Linked DNA regions of Mus musculus: region 2 is linked to region 1. A link is a contact called in public Micro-C data. All regions are on one chromosome and are shown on one strand. The core of a region is the stretch at or near the end of the contact, and the rest is flanking DNA. Distances in the headings are between cores, read along the strand shown. Region 1 holds the start of Scai (suppressor of cancer cell invasion). Region 2 has its middle 150 kb from the start of Ppp6c.

Region 1 (3,108 bases), core at 186-2,685:
TAAATAAAATTGTGATGTAGTACCTAACAAATGAAATACACTAAAACATATTTGTGGGATGAATACTCTTCTTCATTGCCTAAGGAAAAATTCAGTTGTCTGCGGCCTATGTAAGTCCTTAGTTACTACTTTTGTATTAAGCATCTCAGTTTATTAGACTTTATAAAGAAAGAGAGAGAAAGCCAGGAGTGGGACTCTGTTCAACTGTGTATGTATTAGAAGCATTACAGTATAAAGAACATAAACTTTGCATTCAGACAACCTGGATTCAAATCCTGGTTCTATCATTTATTACATGTGTGATCTTTGTTTGCTAAGTATTGGCTACTCTATGGTTCAGTTCCCTCTTTTGCAAAACTGTCACAGAAAATAACACAGAATTTGTATACGACACTTGGCACACAGTAGCTGTTCAATGACAATCTCCGTTAGAGATGCCAAAGTTGAAATTAAGACTAAAGTCGAAAGTGGGGCTTTCTTAATGTTTCCCCATTTCCCGTATCATATACCTGCAAGGGGTTGGAGGTGGTGGTAATTTGAAGTTCTCAAAGGGAATACCTTTCCATGCTGTCGAATTTACTAAAAAAAGGACCTAAATAAGAAACTTTATCTACTCACCACGTAATTATGCAGCACAGGGGCAGCCAAGCAAACAGGAAAAACACGAAGCTAGAGAGGAAGGCATTTGCCTTACCTGCTTTTCCGTTTTCGGGGTGGTTTCTCCACTGTGCCAGACAGTCTACAGACCAAACAAATGAGACCCGTAACTAAGACAACACACCGTTTGCCTTGCCTTGCCTGTGGGGCACTTCATGTACCACCCTCGGGGGGCCACAGGCTGACCACAGGTTGGCTCTGCCTACCCGTGACCTTACAGACACCCCACAGGCAGGGCTTCCTTCCCTCCCACGACCAAGCGCCTGGGACTCACTAGTCCCCGAATGCTCTCGGTTCCCTGCCCCAAACGTTCGGCTCCCCCAACCACCCGCCAGGTCGGCCTCATTGTCTGCCCAGAGCCGCAGGCCCCCCTAGCTCCCCTCAGACACGGCCCCGCCCCTCAGACCCGGTTCCCCGCATTCCTTGGCTCCCCGGTGGGGCGCGCGCCCTCCGCTCTCGCCCAGCGCGCCCTCGCTCGCTGCCCCGAGAGCTGCTCTCCCTTGGCGCCCCCGAGATGCTGAGTGCCTGTACCCCCGCCCCTTCAGGGCTCGGCGCCTAGACACCACCGCCGCCACCCCCAGGCCCGCTCTCTGGGCCCCTCGCCCCTAGCCTCCGCCTCGCCACGTAGCCCACCCCACCTGGGGGCCAGGCGACTCCGCGGCTGCTGGGACTGCCGGGCTCCTCTGACCATCCGGCTCCTGCTCCGCCGCGGGAGATGCTCCGGCGGCCGCAGGGCTCGCTCGGGAAGCTGAAGCGGCGGAGGCTGGAGTAGGCGGAGAGACAGGAGGAGGGCCTTGCGCCCCGGCCAGGCTTGCCGCGGGGCTCGGGCCCGTCCCCTCCTCGCCTCTCCTCGGTTTCTATTGGCCACAACGGCAGGGTATCTAGAAATCCGACCGCTGATTGGGTGCTTAGGCCGTCATGTCCCGCGTGGCCCACCCCGAGGTTTGGTTGAGACTGCAGGTGGCGGCAGAGGTGCCTTAAAGACTGCTAGCAGAGCGAGAGGAGCCCTGAGCGCCTCCGTGTGCCAGAACGGGGACTTACATCTCCGGCGCCAGACACCTGCCTGCAGGTTCTCTTTGGCTGGCATCCTGCATCCCTGACACCTCCCAGACACCTGCTATTTCCTCCGCCTCCGCACTGCTCCAGAACCAAAATCAAGCGCAGCACTTTCTCCAGATATATTCAGAAGTTCGAGGGCAAAGCAGCTCTCTCTCTCATAGTCTTCTGAATCACCTCGAATGCGGCTTAATGTCACCCTTCAAAAGGGACTCGGTCTCAAATTGTAGGGATCAAGCAGTTTGGCTGCAGGAAAGATCCTAAGCTTGGATGCAAGCTTGTAAGAAAGCAGAATTTCTTTAATTACCTCGAAAAAAAAAACAACAACAACAAACAGCATTGCAAAAAGAACCAATTACAATAACCACAAGGAATGTATTCCATTTTGAAAAGCCTAAAAAGAACTGCTTCTTGTATAAGCTAGCCATTCTGTGCCATTCCAGATGATTAAAAAATCTAACCAGCTAATCATTTTTGGTATAAAATTTCACTGCATTTTTTGACAGACCTAAGCATGCAAAACATTACATGCATAAGCATGTAAATACAATTAATACTAGTAATCTTTTCTATTCTGCTCTAACAAAAAGCTATCTTTGAAAATATAGCAGATGTATATGTAATGCACCCGAAGAATTTAATTCTTAAGATCTATGCAAATCTGTCTGGCAGATTCTAAGTTCATTCCTTCCATTTGGGAGAAGGCATAAAACTTTCTCTTGGGCCATTTTCATTTTATTAGAACACATTTTGTTAAAACACACACCAACAATGTAGTGGCAGATATATGGCTCAGCAGAGTAAAAGGTGCTTGCTGTTCAAGCCTGATGTTGTGGCTTGTCCTCAAACCCAGAGGAACGCTTTCGATGACTCTCTGACCTCCACATGCACATGACACACACACCTGCACACACACAGCACACAATAGCAAATAAAATGCATGAGACGTATCTCACAAATCTCCACAAGTGGATAGTATCCCAAATATTGAGATAACTACTTTTTCACAAATGTATTTGGTGCAAGGGGTTCTCCTTTATTCCTACATGATTTATCTTGCACCCATCTTCGATGTGGAATGGCCTTTCTTTTATGAAACAATGGGATGCTGCCAAGTTATAGCGGGATTTATTTTTGCATTGCTGAGGAGCTACTCTTACTGAATTTATGAAAGGGGGAAGGAGGAGTAAAAAAAGAGGGAGAGAGAGGAGACGAAGGGGAAGAGTATGAGTCGGGTGAATGCAATGGCATTTAGGCGGCTAGAGGACAGCTCTCGGGACTTCTCTCCATCACGTGGGTCCTGGGGAACTTGATCTGTTAAGCTGTCTTGCTGGCCCACTGCTGAGGATGTAGCCTAGGACCCCCAGCATGGGCTCCTTCAGAAGTGCATTTCCA
Region 2 (3,108 bases), core at 212-2,711, 180 kb after region 1:
GGTCAGATGCCTACTCAGAGAGGAAAATAATTCTACAGGGAACTGACTTCTCTTGGACCAATCAAGATTGAGCACTGCTGTCCGGCTATGAGACTCTGAGACATTTTGTTTCTTAGCTATAAAGCTGAAGTGACTACATACATTGAGACAAGAAGTGGCTAGCCCTATGAGAAGGAGGTGTTGGCCTGTGCCTTTCTGAGCCTGGAACATTTCACCTATTTTCTCATTCCATCCACTGCTGAGCAAACGTCACCATTTCAATTTGTGGCTGAGTAGAATTCCACTCTGTTCAGGTACCACATTCTCTGAGTCGGGGATTACATTTGAGTTCCTTGCTGCACTTCTCTGGATACTATATCCTGGGTTTTGACTGAAGCCTGTTGCTCTGGCCTGCTGGCAAACTAGACAAGGAAGGACAGATGCTTCACTATCTCTGTTGGTGGCACTGAGGTCACCAAACAGCTCTGGCAACTTGTGTTACTTTTTTTCTTAAGCCTTTAGAGAGGTCTGCTTCTGCATTCTGATTCCTCCAAGGAATTGCTGAAGTGCTTAGAGAAATTCTTTAATTTCATTCAAAACAAACAAACAAACAAACAAACAAACAACAACAACAACAAAGAACCCTGCTAAGTTTCTCTAAGTTTAAAGATATGGGAACATGTAGGTAAAACGTTAGAAATCAACCATTGCCTACCAGGGCAGAGTGAGTTTCATACTGATGAGTTTGGGATGTACAGTTTGGCAGGATATTGCTTAGATCCACAGCATAAAGTTGATTAAATTGTAATTCAAACTTCTTGATAAAACTGGTCAGTTGACTCCAAAACACACAGGAAGATAAAAGATAAAAATAATAGAGCAAAGGCTCAGACGATGAGAAGGCAGCTTTATTTATTAAATTGTTTTCATTTCATGACACTTCAGAGGACAAAGAGGAAATTTCTGTTTTTTGAAGATACAAATTTAAAATCACCTAAAGTGGCTTTGGCTCTTTTAATTGAGCCAAGTACCCCTCCCCATTTATTACATACAAGATTATTAGATACCCCTAAAGGGCTTTAGCCCTTCTTTGAGGAAGCTGGAGAAGCCTGAGACTCCTGATAAAGTATTTTGTACAAAAGTTCTTGCTTGCTTTACCCGGATTTCCACGACAACAGGGGGTTTCACAGAATACGAGGAGCACAGTAGACAGGCTGTGACCGCGCAGACTCATGAGCAGGCAGCAAGCACCCAGCATTCCAACCCACAGTGAACCTGACTCATTCTGCTGGCTGGAGGCTTTGTCTCGGCCACTGCCTGCTTTGTTAGGGGTCAGGACAGGTCTTAAAACTAAACGAAATGACCAGCAATTCCATATTTTTAAATAGTTGTGTGGCCTCTGCCACACATACATACACAACTGTCTGTCTGTCTATCATCTGTCTGCCACACTCTAGGATACATTAGCCTGGCCTAATCTGTGATCTGGGGCTTTTAGGGGCAAGTGAATATTGGAGGGGAGCCCCATCTCCAGCTCCTGACACTTGGTCCTCCACATGCAAATGCTTATTAATTTTCAAAGTTTTTATCTGTTATTGTATGCGTGTGTATCTGCATGTATTGTGTACCACAATTTTCAGTTAGCTTCCACCACGGCTCCCAGGGATTGAATTCAGGCATTATTCTTGTGCAGCAGCAAATTCCTTTTTTAAAAAAAATTAGATATTTTCTTCATTTACATTTCAAATGCTATCTCGAAAGTTCCCTATTACCCCCCCCCCCCCCCCGCCCTCCCTACCCACCCACTCCTGCATCTTGGCCCTGGCATTCTCCTGTACTGGGGCATATAAAGTTTGCAATACCAAAGGACCTCACTTCCCAGTGATGGCCGACTAGGCCATCTTCTGCTACTTATGCAGCTAGAGACACGAGCTCTGGGGGTACTGGTTAGTTCATACTGTTGTTTCTCCTATAGGGTACAGCAAATTCTTTTACCTAAGGAATGCTTTGCTGCTACTGCATACTTGTGTGTGTGTGTGTGTGTGTGTGTGTGTGTAATTTTCATATAAGTATTGCTGTATGCTGGGCATATTCACCCCCCCCACACACACTATTATCCTCCCTTTTCTCACCTCTCCTATCATTTCTCTTCATCTCTTAGTGCAGTTTAATTTTGTTCGTGTCACAGAGACAGTCATGCTTTTATGTATCTGCAAGAAACATAGTAGCACACACACACACACACACACACACACACTGAGTAAAACAAAAATAAATTTAAGAACTAAATATACATCTAGTCTTTTTGTTCAGTATTCATTAGCATATGCTTTTGCTTTCATTTTTTTCGTCAATTCATGCATAATAATTAATGGTCAATCAGCTTGAAAACTTTCCTTGATGTTGATAATGGAGTTTTCATGAGATCCTTGGGGTTTTCCTAAGTGTTATACTATCTTCAGGTAAAATGAATTCTCTCAGCCTTTTTTATTCTTATATAAGTACACACACACACACACACACACACACACACACACACACACACCACACTCACATAATAGTGTTTATATTAATATCAACAAAAATCTTCACCATAATAATGATGGAATAGGGCCTTATGTCAACTTCTAATTCATAGTAGCAACAGGACTTAAATTAAATGACTCCATTCTGACCACAGCCCTCTGCTGTCCATTAGGGTGGTTGCCACTTAGTGGTAGTCTCATTCAGCAAGCAGGAAAACAGAAGGCTGGTGTTGCTGCGACCTCTTCTGGCCAAATGTCGCCATGCGCGTCTCCTGAAGAAATGAGGATGTGCATACTAGATCAGGGGTGCCACCTTGTGGAAGCAAGAGTTTATTGCACCTGAGCAGTGTCTTTTCACGTAGTTGCCTTAGTTTGCTCGTCTGAGAGTAGGAAGAAATCTGAGTCACCCTCATCACAAGAACATTTCTTGTCTCAAAAGGAAGCCCAATCTTAGTCATAAGGAAAGGCACACTTGATGTCCAGTGAGATTCATGCTCACCCCTCAACCTGGAAAAAGTCCAAACAAAGGACTTTCAAACATATTATCAATGCTAGGGAAGCCAGGGTACTGAATATCCCTGGACAACTCAGACTAGTGTCTTCT

Evidence for each region. A called contact is a pair of places that touch in the nucleus more often than the background predicts.
Region 2: a Micro-C map of the G1E-ER4 cell line shows a contact between it and region 1, with 9 times the contacts expected there. The contact joins the enhancer-like site here to the promoter of Scai in region 1. A contact is called at or near these places in 6 of 39 promoter capture datasets (the C10 cell line, embryonic stem cells, liver and 2 more), 4 of 15 datasets of contacts at CTCF or cohesin (embryonic stem cells, large pre-B cells and pro-B cells), 35 of 484 Hi-C or Micro-C datasets (B cells, the G1E-ER4 cell line, Sertoli cells and 10 more), 7 of 115 datasets of contacts at active chromatin or transcription factors (astrocytes, embryonic stem cells, large pre-B cells and 1 more) and 1 of 9 other capture datasets (adipose tissue).

Annotation. Positions count from the first base shown.
Region 1 is chr2:39,189,295-39,192,402 of GRCm38.p6, forward strand. It overlaps Scai (suppressor of cancer cell invasion), which reads right to left and starts at 1,436. Exons shown (of 18, transcript NM_178778.3): 1 at 1,296-1,436; 2 at 695-739. The coding sequence starts at 1,348.
Region 2 is chr2:39,370,505-39,373,612 of GRCm38.p6, forward strand. No RefSeq gene overlaps it. Among named protein-coding and RNA genes, the nearest start is that of Ppp6c, 150 kb to the left of the region's middle. Within about 2 kb of position 1,462, at least 5 of the 459 cell types and tissues checked have an H3K27ac peak or open chromatin away from gene starts, as enhancers often do. A contact at or near this core is called in the G1E-ER4 cell line, where this site is marked.